Linked DNA regions of Zea mays: region 1 is linked to region 2. A link is a contact called in public Hi-C data. All regions are on one chromosome and are shown on one strand. Each heading gives the region's core, a stretch centred on a gene start, on an enhancer-like site or on the middle of the called end of the contact. The rest is flanking DNA. Distances are from core to core; before and after follow the strand shown. Region 1 holds the start of LOC103635996 (probable anion transporter 4, chloroplastic). Region 2 overlaps LOC103635990 (transducin family protein / WD-40 repeat family protein).

Region 1 (6,794 bases), core at 179-2,678, 390 kb before region 2:
ATTCCAAGCCATTCGTGTCCATTGCTCCATGATAGTTCCCATTGGTGATGTTAGCTCTAAAAAAGGAGTATTAAAGCTCGGTTGCTTACTTACTTTTCAGCGTCCACTAGGTCTTAAAACGTGTGAAAGGAACTCACTAGGTCACCTGGCTACTAGCGATTATTCAAATAGACACACGTCTTTAAAACACCATGTCCTGAAGAAACCAACTAATAAGCCTATTACACTCGGTCCAGTAAAATCAACTCTAAATTATCTTTTTAAATTATAACACACTGATATTTTTTTCCTATTCGGTACTCCCTCCAGTCAAAAAAATAACTAGAGGACTCATGCGCACGACACTTCGAACCCGCCACGGAAGTGAGCACCGGAAAACAGGCCCACAAAATTGGGCAGAAAGACGTTCGCGTCGCGGCACCCTTGACATGCGGACTCATGCGCGTTGTACCGGAGGTGCCAGTAGCCTTAGTGTACCAGTCGCTCCTCAAAATAGACTCACTGACAGCAAAATGTTCTCTAACGAGTTGACTCGTGTGCTCGACTGGGATTGTACTTTCTCTTCTGTCAACTGAGCTATGGTGAATTCTATCGACATCAATGTTAGTCCGATGGTTCGCCCAACTGAGCATGTCCCCAGTCCACAAAACTATGTATAGTTGAGAACCTCACATGTAGATTCATATTAGTTAACAGTTTGCTTGAACAAACTAACACGGTTGTTTGATCTATGCAAAAGATGGCACTGATTGTTTGATCTAAATATTGCCAGATGCTCTCTAATAAAAATTACATGGTTGTCTCATGGTCTATGTAAGGAAACCTTGAATTTGAATGCGTACATCTTCAGTTGCTCTGCCTGCTTTTAGAGGATTCGCCTTTAGATGAGTTGAATATTGTTATATTACTTGTCTTTATGTAGTAATGTAGAAATCATGCCACAACACATTTTCCCACAACATAAAAGATAAGAGGGCCATATTTGTGTGCTAAAATAATTTTGATAATCACAACTCACCATCCCCTTTCAATAGGCTTAGGTCCTTTTTATATTTTTCACCCTACAATGCAAAATTGTTATGTGGAGGCCATGGTATATCATCGTATCATGTATTATCAATTTAGGATTTGCCTATTTCAATTAATAGTGGCATTGAGTCAATTTTGGTTGTTCGAAATGGCAGATTTCGATGTTTGTTATGATTGCTGAGTTGATTATTGATAACATCGCTAAATAGTGACCTATGCGTGCACAAGTGTCTCCCGTTGCAACGCACGGCTATATACCTAGTAAAATATATGCTTAGGCATCACTAAAACATGGTTGCGAAACAAAAGAGTCCCAACTCCAAACAACAACAACAGCTACAAAACAACATTAAAGAGCAACGAGGATTCGAAAGCTCCGCCCGACGGCCCGATGGCGATGGAAGTCACACACGGACACGCTCGCATCCCACTATCTCCCCGCCTCACCGCCACTTCACCACTTTGCTCATCCTATCTCCTCACCGCGCGCTCCCTACCGCTTGTCCGTTTCTTCCTCTCCCGAAGTAGCAACGTGGTGAGTGAGACCGCCGCTACTCTGCTGCTGCGGAGGCCCAAGCCGACCGCTACTCATACCCTTTCGCTTTATCCATCTTCTAGCTTCTTCATTCACCTGTTCCAGAATCGGGCCAGGCTTGCGGATGCCGGGGTGCGGAGTAGCGGGGAGAGGGGGCGTGGGGGTGTCGTCGGCCGCACGCCCCACTCCGCGCCGCCCCTGCCTCTGGATGCCTATCGCTCGCGGCTACGGTAAGCTTGGCTTGGATGGCACCTGAATTTGTACTAGTGTATCTCTAATTCTCTATGTAGTAGCTTATGTGCACCCTTCATCTTCGCTGCATTTTTAAATTCAATCATTATAAAGTGTCAAATCGTTATTAAGAGTAAAATACAAACTTGATATGGCGTTGTAATACACAGGATTACCATAACCGTACTTGTCGCGGGACACTCACATATTGCTGTAATGGACATGTCATTCTTAAAATTAACCCATGTACTATCCATGTTAATTCGAGCAGGACATGAACTTCTTATCTATGGAATGGGATACATTAGTATACTATTTGGATGTTTTTTAATTGCATGTGACCATATTGAATGGGATACGTTAGTATACTATTCTAGATTGGAAGGCTTCTTTGAACTGACATTTTATGAGCTACTAGCAGGGGCGGGCCCAGGATTTAGAGAATGAGTATTCAAAATTGTACTAGAGAAAAAAAATTGGATGGCCTAAAGCCTATCCTAATAACCTTTAGACATATATATAATTGATTCACGTATAGATAGTCATAGCATATAATAGAACATACACATTACAAAAGTAGTAAACTAAATCATAACTCACGTAAAAATAATAGGTCAGGAGAACATTAAATAGTATAAGGAAGCTTACATATTACAAGACAACCTTCCGATCCTTCAAGCTTTGAAATTGAGTGATAATGTCCTCATCCTTGACTTGCAAGAAGAATTGCCTTTCAATGAAAGTAACCAAGCATCCATTTAAATTTTTTTGTCCCATCTTGCTTCTTAGCTTATTTTTTATGAAGTTCATTGAAGAAAAGATTCTCTCAACACCAGCAGTTGCAACAGGAAGAACTAACACCAATTTGAGAAGCTTGTAAACAATGTCATACCGAAGAATCTTATCTGTTTTGACAAGCATCATAGATAACTCTGCTAGGCTTCTCAAATTTTTGAAGTTTTCATCTCTTCTCACATCTTCGATATAGCGATTTAATTGAAAAGGGAGTTGTACCTTCTCTTCAAACTCAAAATCTTGAGGATAAAACCCAACAAGCTTAACCAATTTCTCAGCATTGAATCCATCAAAGTTCTTGGATGGATTGAATGATGCCATACATCTAAGTAACTCTGTGTTTACCTCATCAAACCTATTATTAAGCTCAACAAGTTGCCTATCAATGATGCCTAAGAACATATCAGCATGAAACCGATGGTAATTGATAGCATTTCTATAGAACTTCTTGTCTCTCTGAATAGGCTTATACTTTGCATCCATGTCAACAATTTTAACTTTGTGCTTCTCACAAAAAGAAGAGACATTATTAAGGAATTCTTGTCATCCAGAATCTTCTCTCAAAACAGCCAATTCTACCTTTGTGAATTCAAGAAGACCCATTGCATTTACAATATCTTGCTCCCTCCTTTGCAAAGCATTGCATAAATCATTTGTGTATCCAAATATTTCATTCATCAAATGCAACATGAAAACAAACTCAAATGACTTAAATACTTCTAGCATAGTTTGAGCTCCTATTGACTCACCTCCTTTATGTTCCTTCCCAATCTTGGAGAGAACTTTCTTGATTGAAGGATACAAGGCCATGACATGCATTACAGTTCTATAGTGAGATCCCCAACGTGTATCACCTGGTCTTGCTAAGCCCATCTCTTGATTCAAACCTTAGCCAGTTTCTATTTCACCCAAACTCAATGCTTCAATCATATATTTAGCTTGAGCTACACGAAGCATAGAGATCTTTTTGCAAGACATTCCAAGAACATTCAACAAATATGCAAGTTGTCCAAAGAACCAAGAACAATCAATATTCTCCTTTGCAATAGATACAAGGGTTAGTTGAAGTTGATGTGCAAAACAATAAACATAATAAGCTGAAGGTGACTCTTCCATTATTAATTTTTTCAAACCATTTACATGACCCTTCATATTACTGGCCCCATCATACCCTTGTCCACGTATCTTTGGTAATAGCAATTGATATTTAATAAGCAAGGATTGAATTGCTTCTTTAAGTGTCAATGATGTAGTATCTTCAACTTTGACAAAACCAAGAAACCGCTCATCCGGTTCTCCCATTTTATTCACATAGCGCAAGCAAAGAGCCAATTGTTCCTGTTGGTATGCATCACTAGATTCGTCAGCTAGAACTGCAAAACATTCATCACCAAGATCCTCCATGATTAACTTAGTTGTTTCATGAGCACAACAACTAATGAGTTGTTTCTGAATCTTGTGATCTATCAACTGACAATTCTGTGGAGCATTTCCAAAATCATCATTGTCTTCAGCATCTTCTATTATTGGAGGTTCAGGCTCAACTCTCTCTTGTTCTGCGGGTGTTGCATTACTAGTTTCACCCTGTCCTTGAAATATCACCAGCATCTCTCTTTCATTGGAAGATGGAGCAACAATATCCTTCTTTTTTGCAGCAGCTCTTGCTAAAAAAGCTCTCAAATCAGTGGTAGCACTGCTTTTCCTCTTCATTTTCAAATATGCAAATAAATCACAATACACTCAATTCAATACCTAGTATAAAACAAATTAAGATACACTCAAATCACAAATTAGTGAAACCACTCAAACGGTCAAACCATTAAACCAGGACCTCAACTTCAACTTCACAAATCGACTCACAGAACTTCACAGAACGGGCCAACGGAGCACCGTCACGTGGTCGCCGGCCGGCGGCTCACAGCTCGCTACAGCAGTGCAGCTCAGCAGTCAGCGGATGCCTGGGCGATGGGCGGGCAGGTGGCGACAGTCGGCACGGTCGCACGCGGCGCAAGGCAAGCGGCTGCCGGCTCGCCTGGCGCCTGGCCGCTGGCGCCTGGAGTGCTGGGGCAGGCCGGCAGGGCCGCAGGGGGCATTTAGGCAGAGTGGAAGCGTGTGTCGCTCGGTCTAATGGGCCTGATGGGCCGAGCACGTTATGGGAGGAAGTAAGGAACAAAGCCTAAAACAAATTTGGTTCTAGATACTCGGCATTTATGTATTTTTCAATATTTGAGAGTATATATATATATATATATATATATAATTTTTTTTGCCAAAAATAATGGGTATTCAACTGAATACCCTTGTTTCACTATGGGCCCGCCCCTGGCTACTAGTCAGATGCCGTGCATGGCTACAATTTCGATATATCGCATAGGTAGACTTTGTTTTTTAATAAAACAAAAATATGTATATTCTGTTGGTTAGGTGGGTGTGAACGTAGAGTCAACAATCAAGGTTCGAACTCTCCCTTGTGCACAATTTCACCATATTTTTGCATAAAGCGAGAAGGGTAACACAGAACGAATGTGAAACCGTGGAAACTGATGCTTTATATAGTAGAGATATATTTACTCTACTAAATGTAACATGTACCAACTAACAGTTCAGATATAAATTCGTGATACCTCTACAAAGGGTGATAGGAGCACCATAAAATTACTCAATTCAAGAAAAAAAGGGTACTTAGTCCAAATTGCAGTTCACAAACTGCAAGTAAATTAGCTACAATTCCCATAAGATTCTGCAAGAATATTGGGTGATCTGTTGATGGTTGTGTCATATGGTTAAGATCCTTAACCCCCCTCCCCCCACACCCACCCACCCAACACACACCAATTGCATGTTGTATGTTTGGCACGATTGAGCAGCCTTTGCTTATGTTCTATAAGACCAGTCTTTGTTGCTCCCCTCAACACTTGACTAGTTGAAATGCTGCAACGGGTCATTACTACTTTTTCACTCAAGGCCTCTTCATCTTAAATCTAATGCTTTTCATATTCTGCAGGGAGGCAACCTGAGCTGAAATATTGCACATCATCACAAAGCAAGTCTGTGTTACTAGGAGCAGGATTTGGTCGACATGTTACTAGGAGCAATCCTTATCTGCTCCAAAATTCCAGTAGCACTACAATGGCAAGACTGCAAAAGTCTGGGCAGTTTCAGCAACTTGTCTTGGACCCTTCAAGAAACTATTTGACTAAGACATTCTACAATGCAAACATGAAGAGGAGAGTTCTGTCGAGGGTTGAGTGTTTTGTGTCTTCAGATCCAATAAACAATGGTTGGTTGAAACCAAGGAGGTCTGAGAATTTCACTAGCTTGGAGAGCGCATGTGTCCAGCGAGAATACAAACTACCAGTCAGAACACGTGCTGACTGTAAAGCAGAGCAGTATGAAATAACAGGATCACCTTTGAGCCCTTCTGATGCTGATGCTGTTATGATTGGAGACACAAATGAGATTTCTCCCTGGTGGCAGGAGTTCCCAAAGCGCTGGATGATTGTTCTCTTGTGCTTCTTTGCGTTCCTTCTTTGCAATATGGACCGTGTGAGTTAGACAGTAATTGCGTTGTCTCAATTTGTCTGATAAGAAAGGTTGGGTTTAAGTCCATTGTACACTTCTCCTTCTCTTCCTGAAAACAATTGCTGATTTCTGCCAGGTCAATATGAGCATTGCAATCCTTCCAATGTCGTCAGAGTTCAGCTGGAGCCCAGCAACCGTCGGTCTAATCCAATCATCTTTCTTTTGGGGTTACCTTCTTACACAGGTGCTTCGCTATTGCTTGGTGTAGTTTGTTCTGGTGTAATTTTTCACACTTGCATTTTGGTATGTAGTTTCTGACATTACAAATGAAAATTTCTGCTGCAGATACTTGGAGGTATTTGGGCTGATAGGTTTGGTGGTAAGCTAGTACTAGGGTTTGGGGTTATATGGTGGTCAATTGCGACAGTTCTTACGCCCCTTGCAGCCAAGATTGGACTTCCATGCTTACTCACCATGCGTGCCTTCATGGGGATAGGCGAGGTTGATGCCTTATTACATTTGTCTCTACATTGTGTCCTTTAGAACTTGTGCTTAGATCAGCATCCGTGAAAAGATCTGACGATGAAAAATCCATATTGTATGATCTGACCTTGTTGAAATTATAGTTGGGAATGGGATTAAATCAAGTGATATGCCATTGCGATATCTTATCTGGCTTGTA
Region 2 (6,534 bases), core at 1,604-4,103:
GGGCGATCGGATGAACAATGAATAGTTCGATAAACGATCGGACAAACAATGAATAGTTGGACGAATGAATGATGAATGAATGGACGAACGATGAATAGTTGGCTGAACGATTGGACAAACGATGAATAGTATGACAAACGATGAATAGTAGGCATGAACGAACTATGAACGATAAATAGTTTGTATGAACGAACGAGTAACGATAAATAGTTGGTATAAACAAACGATAAACGATAAATAGTTGATATGAACGAATGATAAACTGTGAATAGTTGGTATGAATAATAAATAATTGCTATGAGCAAACGGTGAACGATGAATAGCTGGTATAAACCAAATGTGAACGAACTGCGAGCAGTAACTATGGCGTGAGCAGAGAGCAAAATGCGGAGAAGAGCGAGCAGATATGGTGCATGCAGCTGTGGTGGGGTATGAGGGTAGAACACCGGGCATTATAGGGGAGGAGAGGACGTCGCGGATAGAAAGAGAGCCGAGTCCAAACCTTGCCATCCATAGTGGTAGCAGAGGAGGAAAGAGAATCGTGGCTAGAGGAAACACACTACAACTACAAGAGGAAATCGCGGAGATGGAAGGGAGATCGCGGCACCTTGGTCCTTGAGGAGGATTTGGCGGCGACCATTTCTTTTTTTTTTCTTTCCATCGAATCGGTCGGCGGCGCATCCGTTCTTGCGAGCAGAGATACGAGGGAGGGAAAAAGACATATAGGTAGGGACGCAGGGACCGAATAAGGACGAATATTTTATTTTTTTTATTTTTATTCGGATTCAAATACGGGTAGCTTTGATATGAATACGAATGTTTTCGGATACAAATACGGATAGTTGTGTGTCGAATACGGAACTAATCGGATACGAATACGGTAACAAATTTTTTTAATATCGTGTAAGACATCATTCCACACATATCATGATTATAATAATTTATCCATTAGTCCAAATATTTTTTTAGCATTATATATATACATATGTCGCGTTTTCATAAAAATTCATGATTTTTTTTGCTATGTGCGTATTATTAAAAAAATTGCATAAAATCATAAAAAAATACAAATAAGTTATCAAGACTAATAAAAATTTTATAAGAATATAACCTTAAGTCTCCACATGAAAGTGATAAGGTAAAGTATTGATTATGTTGAAATTTGGATACTTAGAGTGATTTCACGTGTAATTCTCGCAACAAGTGAAAGTAAAATGAAAGAAACAATAACATATCGTGGATTTTATGGTCCAAATATTTTGGAGAATTATACGTGGATTTATGACTCCATAAAATTTCATAAATTTTTTGAGGTTATTTGTATATTATTAATTTCTTTTAAAAAAGACAAAATGCACACAGCTATCTGGATATTCGATATTCGATGGATATCAGACATATTGTATTCGAATTCGATATCCGAACAGAATATCCGTATTCGTATCCCTTATCCGAAAAAAGTCCGGATATCCAAAAATTCCATCCAAACCAATGTTCATCATCCTTAAATCCGGATTTGAACGGATATTTTAGGAACCATATTACATCCCTACATGCTTAGGTGGGACCCACTTGCATAGAGAGTGAAAGGAAAGTGGGGTCCGTCTGCAGGTTGAGAGAGGGAGGCACGGACGTGCAGTGGGCCACGCGCGGCGCGAGAGCGTTTCTTTTTTTATAATAGTTATATTTAAATACTTAGAAAATTATAATAAATCCACAAATAACTTTTACCTAAATAAAATTCCAAATTTTGAAAATAAATAATTTTAGGACAAGATCTATTCATTTAAATAAATTGGGCTTACCAAAAAGAGTAAATTAATAAATTATTTGTAACTTATTATAACAAACCAAAGATCATGCTTAAAAATGAATGCATTCACACATTTGAATTTGAACTCCGTTTTAAAAAAATAACTATTTCCTCTTTAATGATTTTACAGTAAAGTTAAATTGCTTTTATCCAATAAATTTGAGGCGCTACATAGGCCCTGTTTGGAAGGGCTCTGGCTCCTCTGAAAACGGCTCCGGCTCCGACTTCTTTAAAGGAGTAGCTCTTCCGTAGGAGCCGATATCTTTTACAAATCGTTTGGCAAAACGATCCTCATGTATTTTTTGATTTGGTGTATCAATTTGAACTTTTTGAGACTAATCAGAAAATTATAGATCAATGGTTTGGATTGTTCTAAAGCTAAACTGAAACTGAAAAAGGAATTGAGCCAAACTGAAACTGAGACAGTAGTGACAACGTCAAACTATTGCAGGGCGTCAAACTATTGCAGGATTCATCAAACAAAAAGACAGCTTCAGCTAAGTGGTGAAATGAAAATAATGCAACCAAACTACAACCTTCGTAAAAATGCTACCATTCATCTAGAACTGCTTAGCAGGTTAAGTAGCAGGATCTTTTTTCTGCTTTATTCAGGCTTTTTTCACGGCGTCAAACTATTGCCAAACTGAAACCAAACTACGGACTCGTGGAAGAGAAACAACTTGGAGTGCGGTAAGAGCATCTCCAACAATGCCTCAAACTAATGCCTCAAATTGAAATATTGGGCTCTACACAGGAAAAATTACTCCAACAGTGCTCTATTTCATAATTTTTTATCAAAAAACTATAGGGTACACTCTCAAGTGACTCAAATATACTACACCGTAATGGGCTGCCCTATAATCTAGATTTGGGGCTTTACTGTTGGAGCGGGGTGTTTTATTGGTGCCCTAAATTCTATAAAATATACTTATTTTCAAATTATAGGGCATTTTTATAGGTCACGTTGTTGAAGATGCTCTAAGAAAGACTCGTAGGCCAGAGAAGCACAACGACGGACAGCCCAAACTGCGTAGTCTCGCACCCGTACTCAGAGCGGAGCCGTGCAGAGCCAAAATTTTGGGCTCCAGCTCCTAACAGTGTTCTGGCTCCTGCTCTTCCTCAAGAACTATTTTTGGGCGCTGCGTCGGGGAGGGCTCCGGCAAGGAGCTGGAGCCATCTGGGAGCCCTACCAAACGGAGCTATAGAATCAACACGCCCAGACACAATCGGGTTGCAAACTCGTTCCGCATGATGGGATGGTTTTATAGCTGGTCGTCAGACTAGTTGGTTCGATTGGACCTTAGGTTTCAGGATATTAAAAGATCACACTAAGACTATCTCTAGCAATTTACTCATCTACATTCTCATATTCAAACTTCACTATAGAAACAGTGAAATCTACAGTACAAAATAATGCAAAATATTGTTTTGAATGATGAACTACTGCGGTCCCCTTGACAAACCGCATACATACTCCCGTACCAAATACAATATTTGTTTGGTCCATTTGCTCTGCCATTGTACATTAACCCTAAACCCAGCACTTTTGTATTAAGTAACAAAAAGGTATTGTAGCTTGGTATCTCCCTACTTCTAGCTTACAACTTTACACCCTCCATCAACATCCTGGCCAACAAAACAAGATATTTGACTGTACAGATGTACAAAAAATTATGGTCCGCATTGCCCTGTCCAAAGTGCGAAAATTCAGGCCTCAAAAAAACCACTGAGGGCAGTTTGACTAGCCACAAACCAGGCTCGTATAAAAACTCGACGTATAAATGCTGATGTCAAATTGCCTAGATGTCTGCTCTAGTGCTCTTAAATCATAGCTTCCTCCTTGCTATACCACCCCTGAAAGGAGTAAAGCATCTCAAAAGTATAATGAGCAAAGCAAAATAGAATGATATCAAGTGACCAACTGCATCCATCGCATTTTCTAGCATGTCTTCTTCCCTCTTTGCTTGTTTTAACGCTGATATGCTGCAGCGAGATCATCTTTTATCTGAACAAGCTTCACAGAACCATCACCTCCACATGAAACGAAACCATTAGGCAACACCTGGAGATCTGTTACAGCAGCCTGCAAAATGCAAATACATAGGTATATAATTAATGAAAGAGAATGTGATATAACTATCTTCTCTTACCATAACATGAACAAAATTTATGAACGAAGTCATTAAACATTTTATAGTCTTTACAGTACTACATACTCTAACAACACCGCCAAAGCCCCTGGAGGTTGGTTGAAAAAAGGTGTGCCGTTCATGCATCTTTGTCCAGTGAAAGACTAGCTGGGAGTTTTTAGCATCCCAAAGTTTCACATCTCCATCTTTGCTTCCGGTTAAGAACAAGCTGGTATTTGGGATGGTCGTTACCTTTGTGACACTACCTGAAGATAGACGATAAAAGATCAGACCGAGAAACCAACTTCAAATCTGAAGAGTACAATGCAGTATCACTTAGTTACCTAGATGAGCCTTTGGTATATGCCAGACCATCCCACTGTCAGTACCACCAAAAGTACTAGATTTGATGTCATGCATGGAAGATGCCTCGACACCATGCTCAGTGGTAACTCTATGATGCTTGGACTTTCCAGTAGAAAGGAAGCGGCAATCATGCAAAGCTATATCTCCATTTTTCCCACCAGTTACAACAAGCGGTGAGATAGACCCATAGCCTCTATCACTATCAAACACAGAAATAGACCGAGCTCCTCCTGCAAGATAAAGCCCATGGTCAACTAAATATACTATATGCTATACAAAATACATCACATTGCGCAAACCTGATGATATGGTGCTAATATGGCAAAAACCACCTGGGTAGGACTCAAATTCACCTCCCAAAAACCTCTCGGCCACAACCCTAGTCAGGCTGCTGTATGCAAGCACTGGCCCCTTGCGGTTTAGTAACTCACTGTTGAACTCCATGACAACTCGGCCATATTACCCAAACTAAGTCATAAGACACATTCATTGACTTTACTATTATGTAGTACGTTTATATAATCATGATTTGAGTCCTACTGGGCAACTACTGTAAATTGGAAAATGTCCACTTGATCTGGGGCCAGTGCAGAAAACAAAAAGGGTTCAGAACTGGTAAACATGGCTACCTAAACAATGTTTAAAATAAAATTCATGTGATACTGTAGTATTCCAGTAGACATGGTTGAAGAACAGTGCGTGTGCACTCAAGAACAGACAATACATACGGATATTGACATGGTCTTAAGAATGAAAGGTTGACCAATAGCTTCTTTCAAAAAATACAGTTTTGACTATTGAAAATGTGCTTGTAGCATGGTGGAAGTCACCCAGTTAGTGCTGCCACCAAGGCATGAACCCTGGTTTTCACAAAAAAAAAAGGTGCCTTGTTTTGTGCCACTTTCAGAGTCGACCCAGGTGACTTCACGTCGCTTTAAGCAAAGCCCCTAGGTGGCTGACCTTTGGTGCCTTTTGTTGACCTCAGATGCAATGTCTCGGTGGGTTGTCTTGCCACTTAAGTTTTTTATAATATATTTATAAGGATTAAGGAGAGAACTTGCAACATTATGAAAATCATTTTCAAGACAAATATACTGTGCAATGTTCAACTGGAATTCAATAACATCGCTGCATCCAACCGAAAAATTCAATAACTGGAATCCAAAAAAGATATCAACGGACAAAGTTAGAACATGGCTGCATCCAACCCAAAAATGACATGTTTTTATTGGATAACTAGTGTTTTTCCTATATTGCTGTGTGGTCATCTTCAATCCGTGCTTGGGTTCATTTTATCTTTCATTGTATTATTTGGGAGAAGAAAAAACAAGATGTATTTTGTTAACATGCGATTGGACTGCAGGCAACAAATACAAATAAAACTCAACGACAAGAAATGAATTTGCTCACATTATGTATTTATGTATGAAAAGAAAACCAAAGTATTCTGTTTCTTTCAGACACATGTGTTGTCGATCACTTTTCATTCATATGAACACATGAGTATTCAGTTATTGACAACTAAAATATACAGTTGCTTAGATAGAAAAAATTTGAAAATCACATTGTGACGCTAATATTTACACTCGTGCAGACATCATGACCCCATGCTGCGAACCTGTGACAACCTTGGATACTGCATCAAGGTGCAGTCACAATACGGAACGGAAGAGCAACTTGGGTTCTACTGCAGAAGAGTGCAGAAAATGAGGCACAGGTGGGAATGCACTGCAATTCTCTTGTTTCATATTCGCAGATAGTAATGAACCATTGGAACTACTCAAAACAAATGAATTTGACTTACACATTCTCAGCACCTCATCAAGTTGGTGCCTTCTAGAGTCGTGACTGGATTATGAACTTTTTATTTTTGCTTTTTGTGATATATAACAAGGTGACACCAGAGTCAGCAAACGATATCATGATCATTTTCCTACTATATCCTAATATGCCACAAGATCCTAAGGTGTGTTTGCTAGTCTTATACATTTAGTGATTTACCCCGTACTAATCATGTTACATTGCTTATTCAAGGATAATGATTATATTGCTCCCAACAGTCAAACAGTAAACGCTCATGCTCATGACTTACCTTCATGACACATGATAGATGTTTGAGATGTAGCTGGTGGAGACAGTGTGTCCCATATAACAACATTTGAACCATTTGAACTATATCCAGCAGAAGCAATAACTGATCTACTTGCAGACACATAGGCAACATCC

The links. Hi-C and Micro-C count contacts between places; a contact is called where the count stands out from the background.
Region 1: a contact with region 2 is called in a Hi-C map of ear, with 2.0 times the contacts expected there. The contact joins the promoter of LOC103635996 here to the enhancer-like site in region 2. A contact is called at or near these places in 2 of 25 Hi-C or Micro-C datasets (ear and tassel).

The regions. Positions count from the first base shown.
Region 1 is chr8:140,275,915-140,282,708 of Zm-B73-REFERENCE-NAM-5.0, reverse strand. LOC103635996 (probable anion transporter 4, chloroplastic) reads left to right here and starts at 1,428. Exons shown (of 12, transcript XM_008658358.3): 1 at 1,428-1,564; 2 at 1,648-1,794; 3 at 5,595-6,136; 4 at 6,249-6,356; 5 at 6,458-6,613. The coding sequence starts at 1,689.
Region 2 is chr8:139,885,195-139,891,728 of Zm-B73-REFERENCE-NAM-5.0, reverse strand. LOC103635990 (transducin family protein / WD-40 repeat family protein) reads right to left here. Exons shown (of 16, transcript XM_008658352.4): 13 at 6,401-6,534; 14 at 4,287-4,538; 15 at 4,030-4,208; 16 at 3,199-3,896. The coding sequence ends at 3,783. Among protein-coding and RNA genes, the nearest start is that of LOC103635990, 15 kb to the right of the region's middle. Within about 2 kb of position 2,853, at least 7 of the 20 cell types and tissues checked have an H3K27ac peak or open chromatin away from gene starts, as enhancers often do. A contact at or near this core is called in ear and tassel, where this site is marked.